3 separate regions of the Mus musculus genome follow, and all the other regions are linked to region 1. The links are chromatin contacts, called in public capture Hi-C and promoter capture Hi-C maps. All regions are on one chromosome and are shown on one strand. The core of a region is the stretch at or near the end of the contact, and the rest is flanking DNA. Distances in the headings are between cores, read along the strand shown. Region 1 has its middle 15 kb from the start of Gm39345. Region 2 overlaps Rec114 (REC114 meiotic recombination protein). Region 3 holds the start of Rec114 (REC114 meiotic recombination protein).

Region 1 (2,647 bases), core at 72-2,571:
AGTACCTGGGGTACAGCACTGGGGAGGCAGCCAGGCCTGCAGTTAGAAGACTAGATTAGGGATTTACCCCTAGTAATTGTCAAAGCCAAATAAAATATAGTCTGAGCCTCATTTATTTGTAAGCTAGTCAGGGATAAACTTCAATTGCTTGTACTACAAGATCCTTTATTTCTTTTTTATTTCCATGGCTCTAGGGATTGAGCCAGGTCCTTATGCGTGCTAAGCATACACTCTTCCACTGAGTTGACTGTTCCACATAGCCCAAGACTGGGCTGAGGATGGTGCTGGCCTGCAGTCTTCTTACCTTAGTCTCCTAAGTGCTCGGATTATAGGCACATGCCACCATGAGACATGTGTAGTTATGGTTGGAATATAGTTCTCTGATAGAGTGCTTACCCAGAATACCCTTGGCTCAATTAACACCACCACCACCACCACCACCACCACCATCACCATACACACACACACACACACACACACACACACACACACACTTTGTAACATATTTTCATGGAATTTAACTTTGTTGCTTTCCTTATTGCAAAATTACTAATTATGTTGTTACAATCAAGATTTTTGCACAACTTATATTCTCTTGGCAGTGATATGAAATTGGTCCATCCTTTTTGAGTCACTGTAATTTTAAGATAATTTTAAAAATTATTTTTGATCTAGAGAATGCTTTAGTAATACGAGGAATTGCCATCAAAATTGTAAAACAATCTTTAAATTTGGAAATTGAATTGTAAATTCTGCTTAACTTAGTCGGATATTTTAGTGACGTTGCTGAGAGGATATAGTCACCGAGGTCTGGAAAGATGTCTCGGGAGCTGGGAGTGCTCCTTGCTCGGCCAGAAGGCCCAAACTCAGTTTCCAGTATCACTTTGGAACACTCACAGCTGCTGTAACTCTAACCCCAGGGAGTCTGACGCCCTCTTTTGGCCTCCATAGCGCATGCACATAGACACATACAAATAACATTTTTTAAAAGAAATCATCACCAATTCAGAAAACACTGCACATTATTTTAATTTCAATGGAGAAATGTCTACCTTTTAAATGACAATTACATATTGGATAATATGAGGAATCTTGTAGTAACAGAGAGAGCTGACCTCATATGAAATAAATCCAAAGGTCGATGGATGTAGGAGGTGGTTCTGAGGTTTTGACCGGGAATTTGCGTGTGAATGCTGAAGGTCCTGACCCCAATTGGTTCTTGATCGATTAATAAACACTTTAGTGGCCAATGGCTGGACGAAAGAGGCAGGACTTCTAGGTTCCCATAGGAAGGCTAAGAGACACAGGAGGACGAAAGAGGATTTGCCATGCTTTGGAGGGAGAGAGAGCCACTAGTCACGTGAGATTTCTGATAGTGTCGCCATTGGCCGCTTCCCCGACTGGGCCTGGGGTAGCAGATGGGAGATTAGAAACGCAACTAAACTGAGGGCAGATTTAAAGGTGTTGAGCTAGGGCTAAAGGTAACTGAGCAGCTAAGCCGATGGAAGAATTAGAGGTGTTGAGCTGGGAGTGAAGGTAAGGATACGTTAGCCGCAGGAGGCTTAGAATTATCTGGCCATTGAGCTAAGAAACATATTAAAAATAATCTCGTGTGTGTGTGTGTGTGTGTGTGTGTGTGTATTTCATCTCCGGATCCAAGGAAAGCAGGCGGTGGTAGTGCAGTCCGCCCGGAGCTTAGCTACCCACTACAGACAGACGGAAGCGATACTGTGGCTGAAAGTTCTTGGCCACCATAAGTAGCTGCCAATACCACGCTAATGTGTGAGCCCCTCCTGCAGTGGAGCAGAAAGACCAATATGAGATGGTCAGGAGGCCCTACTGGGAAATGGGGTTGCACTACGGAAGAAACCACCGCAGTCTCACTATCTGTGCAACAGGATTTGACAAGTTAATTAATTTGTCTTTTTCTTACCTAAGTGCCTCTGCCACTCAAACCCTTCCTGAAATCTGAAGTGGCTTCTGCCTCTGGTGTTGGCAGAGAGGCAACCCAGGAACCTGTGTGACATCCAGACACATCTGCATTGGCTTCTGCTTCGGGAGACACAGGGCCAAAGGTTGGAGAGCTCTGTTACCCTGGGGCCTGAACAATGTTGCCACGGGGGTTGATGTTCTGGCTGTTGTCTGTTGAGATGCTGGTGCTGAGCGCGCAGAGTCCTTGTGTTTGTGACATGTTGAGATTTCGACAGACAGGCTTCTTGAACTTTGCGTTCTGCAACATCTGATCTTTAATTTCCCACTCTAATAAAGCCATTCTTCTGTAAAAGTTGAAAAAGAAATAAATCGCTAGAAAAGCAAAAATAAAAAAAATAAATCTATACAAGTATCAGTATTTTTATTTCTCTCTCAAATTTCCTCCATACCTGATTGAATAGTCATGTAACAAGAACTTAGAGGCTGATTTTGCTGAGAGAGAGAGAGAGAGAGAGAGAGAGAGAGAGAGAGAGAGAGAGAGAGAGAGAATAAGGGTCTGGAGGGATGGCTCAGTAGTTAAGAGTGCTGGTCGCTCGAGGAGTGGTGGTACATGCCTTTAATCCCAGCACTTGGGAGGCAGAGGCAGGCAGATTTCTGAGTTCGAGGCCACCCTGGTCTACAGAGTGAGTTCTAGGACAGCCAGGGCTATACAGAG
Region 2 (2,647 bases), core at 93-2,592, 600 kb after region 1:
AGTACCTGCTACCCAGACAGAGCTAACAGATGCCCACTTTGTTGTGAAAAGAAGCCTTTGGTCCAGTGCATCTGAGCACTGCATAGGCTCTGCACTTTCTCCTTTGGCACAGAGGGACACATGGTTCTATGTGCTGGGGTGGCTCTGAGGAGCACTGACTAGTTCTGCTTGAATTAATTTTTAGAGCTAAAGACCAACTAATTTAGGCCAACGAGCTTAGTATTTCAAACTCACATTGCCAGAAGGTAGAAAATGATATTATTTTGATAGCTAAAACTGTTTTGTTGTTGTTTTTGTTTTTCGAGACAGGGTTTCTCTGTGTAGCCCTGGCTGTTCTAGAACTCACTCTGTAGACCAGGCTGGCCTCGAACTCAGAAATCCACCTGCCTCTGTCTCCCGAGTGCTGGGATTAAAGGCGTGCGCCACCACTGCCCAGCCTAGCAAAAACTTTTTAGCATAGTGTGAAGACCTTTTTGAGAAACCGTGTTTCTCGGTTGAACCTGCCCATGATCCTACAGCCATGTGTAGGGTGCCCTGCATTTCCTCAGTCGCATTTGTCGTCTTGTCTCTCTGCCTTCACCCACACTGCACCACCTACTTTTCCTTCTACCCAGGACCTTCCACTTGTCTTTTAAGTGACAGTGTACGCTTTGGTGAAGATATGGGCAGCTTCTCTTTAATGAGGTCTAACCTACATCTACTAAAAGTCATCTGGGTGTCCCCCACCCCCACCATCAATATAAAGAACACCTATTTTGTCCTGAGAGGTAACCTTTCCCAAGTGGGAGGCCAGAAAAAACACCAGTTTAGGTCTTCTTATTCTCATACTCTTGTATCGGCTTTTTAGTTTTTAGATTTGTCTTCTTGTTCTTCAGTGCTCGAGCACAGGTAGCTTTCTCTCTCTCCTTCCCTGCCTGTCGGCACTGCAATTCCAGTTTGTTACTGACTCGTTTTGCTTGAGGCTGAATAACTGTTGTTAGCCTGCTGAGCTTTCTAACATCTCATACTCGGGCGATTTCTGGTCAGACGTGATTCTTACGTTGTGAAGCACTAGTTCTTTTTATGCCCCTTAAAAGAGTTTTGGGGATTTGAAACAAGTTATGTACTTACCATCAGTTTGGCCCTTTGGAAACTTGTTTTGACTCTCTCTAGGGTCAGGTAGAGCGGCCTTTACCCTGCAGTCGATTCCACAGAATTCTGAGGTGTGCCGTGTCCTGAGCAGCCTCTGCATCCAGGGAAGGCTTTCAACTCTAGCTGCAGAAAGTGTTCTCGCCTGTGGTATCCTGGGACTGCTGGGCTGTCTCCCTGGTGCAGTTTCTCATTCCAGAGGTTACTCTTGACCAGGGGTGGCGTCATCTCTTCAGTGCCGAGACTGCAGGTCAGCCAGAGGTCTCGGGATCCTTGAGGCAGGTTTCTGAAACTGTGCCAAAGAGCAGTCTGCTTCCAGCCATCCTGTAACCAGCTCCAGCCACATCTGCTTTTCCCCATCTCCTTCTTCTCAACTCATTGAGCTCAGTAGGTTCCTTCTCTTTGTCAGTCTGGATTCCTTTTTTAATTTGTAAAGGTTTTTGAGATGGGGGAGGGTAGAGAGATGACTCAGGAGTTTAGGACACTTGTTTCTCTCACAGAGAATCTTGGTTTGATTCCCAGACCCATATGGCGGCTCACAATCAACCCTAACTCCAGTTCCAGGGGATCTGACACACCCTCCTTTGACCTCTAGGCACCAGACATGACACATGATACACATACATACAAGCAGGCAAAACACACATACACATAAAAATCTATAAATCTTTTTTTAAGGTTTAGATAGAATTGTATGTAGCCCAGGCTAGCCTTAAAGGTGCTAAGTAGCCAAGAATGACCATGAACTCTGGTCTTCCTTCCTCCCACATGCTGGGATTCAGGATGTGTACCAGCATGCCTGGCTTCAGTCTGGAAATTGATTCCAAGCACAAAGCCTCAGTGATCAGAGGCACACCCTGCTTGTGTCCCTTTCCCCAGCTCCCACAATTCTCCTGCACTTGCTTGCTTCTCTGTGTGTGTCCACGATGCTTCTAGAAGTTGTTCAGTCTGAAGTTGTTTATAACATGGGTAGAGTTTGTGACCATCTTAGTCCTCTTAGGCAGAAATGACGCGATGGCTTTTCTCCTAGTTTCCCTTTAAAACCAAGTAAGTGAAACTGCAAACTGAAAGACCTATGGGAATGATGGATGTGGGCCACCATGCTAGGCTGGAAGTCCTCCATAGATACTCAAGTTCATAAATAAACAAGGAACAAAAATTCAGGTTTTTTTGTTTGTTTGTTTTGCAACTTCTAGTGAATTAATGAGTGTAGGCAGTGCTTATCCTAACTGCTAAATTCACACGCATAGGACAGGACACACTTATGTGTGGTAGAGTCACGCATTGTGGTCTAGCAAAATCCAAGGAAAGATGAGCCCGGATTTGATCAAGTTCTTGATCTATGAGGCATACAAGAGACAGGATACATATGAAAAGCATGCTTGCAGGCACAAGAACAGAGTTTAGTTGAGGGTGAGTCTAGGGGTTACGACTAACAATGGGCTGTGAGTAGCTTTGCTCTTCCTGTTTGTATGCAGTATGCATGCATTGGTGTGGGTGTGCTTCAATGTATGGGTGC
Region 3 (2,647 bases), core at 103-2,602, 530 kb after region 1:
ATGCCAGAAGAGGGCATCAGATCCCTTTAGAGATGGTTGTGAACCGTCATGTCGGTGTTGGGAATTGAACTCAGGACCTGTGGAAGAGCAGCCAGTGCCCTTGACCACTGAGCCATCTCTCCAGCCTTAACTAGCATAGTTTTTTTTGCACACTACAGATAGTTGATGCTTTGTAGTGTACAATTATTACCACTTTCCCAAACATTCTCTAAACATTAACTGTGTAGTCTATAAACTGTTTCCATTGAGCCAGGTTTGATGGCTCTTGGCTACAATCCCAATATTCAGGAGGCTGAGGCAGACTCATCTCAAGTTTCAGATCCGCCTAGGCTACAAAATGAGGTCTTGTCTCAACACATAATAAATAAATAAATAAACCTCAATTTTAAAAACTTTAAAATTTTCTATTTCTTTTTACTTCATGTGTTTGGTTAACACAGCCTCCATCCTCTGAATGCATTGTTCTGATTTGACACAGATTGTATAAATACCAGATTCTTTATAAGTGGGGCTGACATATGAAGAGACCGTGGAGTCCACAGTTGTATTTGTGCTCTGCCATTCACTGGCTGTGCCCATTGATAAACCACATCTGCTCTCCGGAATGTATTTTGCCACCATCAGTTCTGGGGTGTGTGCTTCTTTAACTGGCTACAAGGTTGTTGGGAGGATAAATGAAATTACAGCTGTGGAAATTTTTTGCTGGCTATAAATCACGCAGAAATGTCATCTGCTTGCTGTTTGATGGGGGCACATTCTCAGATGCTTGGCCACCCCCTACCCATCTGTGCCTCTCTTCTGGTGACAAAAGGAAGGAGAATGTTCTGGGGTACGGTTGATGAGCAAATTGTCATGGTTCCAGAATTGCCCTTTCCGTTGTGCTGGATTTGAGGTAGGATGTGAAGAGACGCCATCATCTGTGATACTGCTGTGAGGACAGAGACACCCTAGAGAGCCGGTCTAGTCCCAGGGTTTAGTGGTTATGAGGAAGTTGGCCAGTTTGAGAAATCTCTCAAGGCTCAGGCAGATGAACGCTTGCGTGGGCTGCCTTGAGAGAATGTGAAGACTCCCATGATGGTGCTGAAATCTTCCAAATTGTAGGCATAATAGCCTCACTTGCAAGCAGAGTGGAGACAATCTCTCTTGGACGCCCACCATTAAAAAACAAAACAAAACAAACAAACAAACAAACAAACAAAAAACCAAACAAAAACAAAACCTAAAACCAGCGAAGACCACACTTCCGTAGTGGAATCCTCTGCTTCCGTTTTGGAGAAGCGTGAGCTTTGAGCGCCGTGCTTCCTGATTGGCTAGCTGATTGTCGTCAGCTATCACGTGGAGGCGGGCTTTCCAGGACCTTTGACAGGCATGTCTGAAGCGGGAAATGTGGCCTCCGGCCTCGGACTTCCAGGCGAAGTCTCCCAGTGGTCTCTGAAGCGCTATGGTCGCTTCATGCTCTTGGACAACGTGGGGTCCCCTGGGCCTAGCTCGGAAGCTGCTGCAGCGGGCTCGCCCACATGGAAGGTGAGGCCTGAGGGCAGGAAGGATGGGCAGCTGCCAGATCCCCAGGGGAGGAGGGGCAGACCCTGTCCAGCAGCCACATAGGGCCTGTGCAAGGACTGGAGGGAATGACTTCTAACCCAGGAACTTTGTGTCTGAGTAGGAGTAGGAGGTATAGTTGTAACTCATTTCGTTTTCAAAATAATTATCCAAGGGTAAGATAAACACTCATATATTCAACAATTATTGATTGAACATGGATTGCATGCTAGACACAGTTCAGTATGCTAGAGATGATTTCGCATGGAGCAAGTTCCAAGTGGTCTGTGCTGTTATGAATGGTTTTGTTTGCTTTCTTACGGTATTGGGGATCTAAGTGCCCTATCCCAGAGCTATGTCCTTCGACCCACTGATCCTAGTTTTCTGAGGGCATAGTATTTACCCAGATAGCCATGTAAATTGTAGCACGGATAATTAAATCATTCACAGCTAAATTGTCATGCACTTTGGTAGTCAAGCACCTACACAAGACTAAAGTTGAATTCTACCTGTTTTTATTTTGGTACAAGGGTTGGACTGAGGCCTCCTTGTGTGCTAAGCATGTGTTTTACCACTGAGCAACACTGCCAGCCCCTAAATCTAGCACTGATGTTGGATTTCCATGTTCTTGGTTAAGCTCTTAGCTTTTCTGAGCCTTGTTTATTGTAAAAATAGAAATGTTATGTTTAAATAATTGTGATAGAGACAAAACAGGTGTAAAATAATGATCTTACTTCATAGTGTCCTCTGTGGTTTTTAATGTGTTCTTGGATAGCTGTGGGTAAGATAAAATAGAGAAATGAAGGTGTAACATGTGAAAGGCTCCAAATCTGAGGAAACCCTAGCAGGTCTGGTAGAGAGAGAAACCAAAAGGTTGGTGCTTAGGGAACCCAGGGAGTGATGGTAATTGGTGAGGATGTCTGGACAGGAAGATGGGTGTCTTGTGAATATTATTTTAGAAGCCTATAGGGAAAGCCATAGGAAAGGTTTTAATCATTCTCTTCTTTGATAAATCACGCTGTCTTTATAGATGGAATTAGAGGACAGTATCAGTGAGTTCGGGAAGACAGAAGATAATGACACCTCGGGCCTGTTGGGAGGTGACACT

Evidence for each region. Promoter capture Hi-C pulls out the DNA fragments that hold promoters and counts their contacts. Capture Hi-C pulls out chosen DNA fragments and counts their contacts.
Region 2: a capture Hi-C map of embryonic stem cells shows a contact between it and region 1, with 3 times the contacts expected there. The contact joins two enhancer-like sites. A contact is called at or near these places in 8 of 39 promoter capture datasets (the 3T3-L1 cell line, 3T3-L1-derived adipocytes, the HPC-7 cell line and 5 more), 1 of 115 datasets of contacts at active chromatin or transcription factors (embryonic stem cells) and 1 of 9 other capture datasets (embryonic stem cells).
Region 3: a promoter capture Hi-C map of embryonic stem cells shows a contact between it and region 1. The contact joins the promoter of Rec114 here to the enhancer-like site in region 1. A contact is called at or near these places in 6 of 39 promoter capture datasets (cranial neural crest, embryonic stem cells, hippocampal neurons and 1 more) and 4 of 115 datasets of contacts at active chromatin or transcription factors (all in embryonic stem cells).

Annotation. Positions count from the first base shown.
Region 1 is chr9:59,273,900-59,276,546 of GRCm38.p6, reverse strand. No RefSeq gene overlaps it. Among named protein-coding and RNA genes, the nearest start is that of Gm39345, 15 kb to the right of the region's middle. Within about 2 kb of position 1,321, at least 3 of the 459 cell types and tissues checked have an H3K27ac peak or open chromatin away from gene starts, as enhancers often do. A contact at or near this core is called in embryonic stem cells, where this site is marked.
Region 2 is chr9:58,671,481-58,674,127 of GRCm38.p6, reverse strand. The region is part of intron 2 of Rec114 (REC114 meiotic recombination protein); the gene reads left to right. Among named protein-coding and RNA genes, the nearest start is that of Rec114, 69 kb to the left of the region's middle. Within about 2 kb of position 1,342, at least 26 of the 459 cell types and tissues checked have an H3K27ac peak or open chromatin away from gene starts, as enhancers often do. A contact at or near this core is called in embryonic stem cells, where this site is marked.
Region 3 is chr9:58,740,264-58,742,910 of GRCm38.p6, reverse strand. Rec114 (REC114 meiotic recombination protein) reads left to right here and starts at 1,352. Exons shown (of 6, transcript NM_028598.1): 1 at 1,352-1,524. The coding sequence starts at 1,369.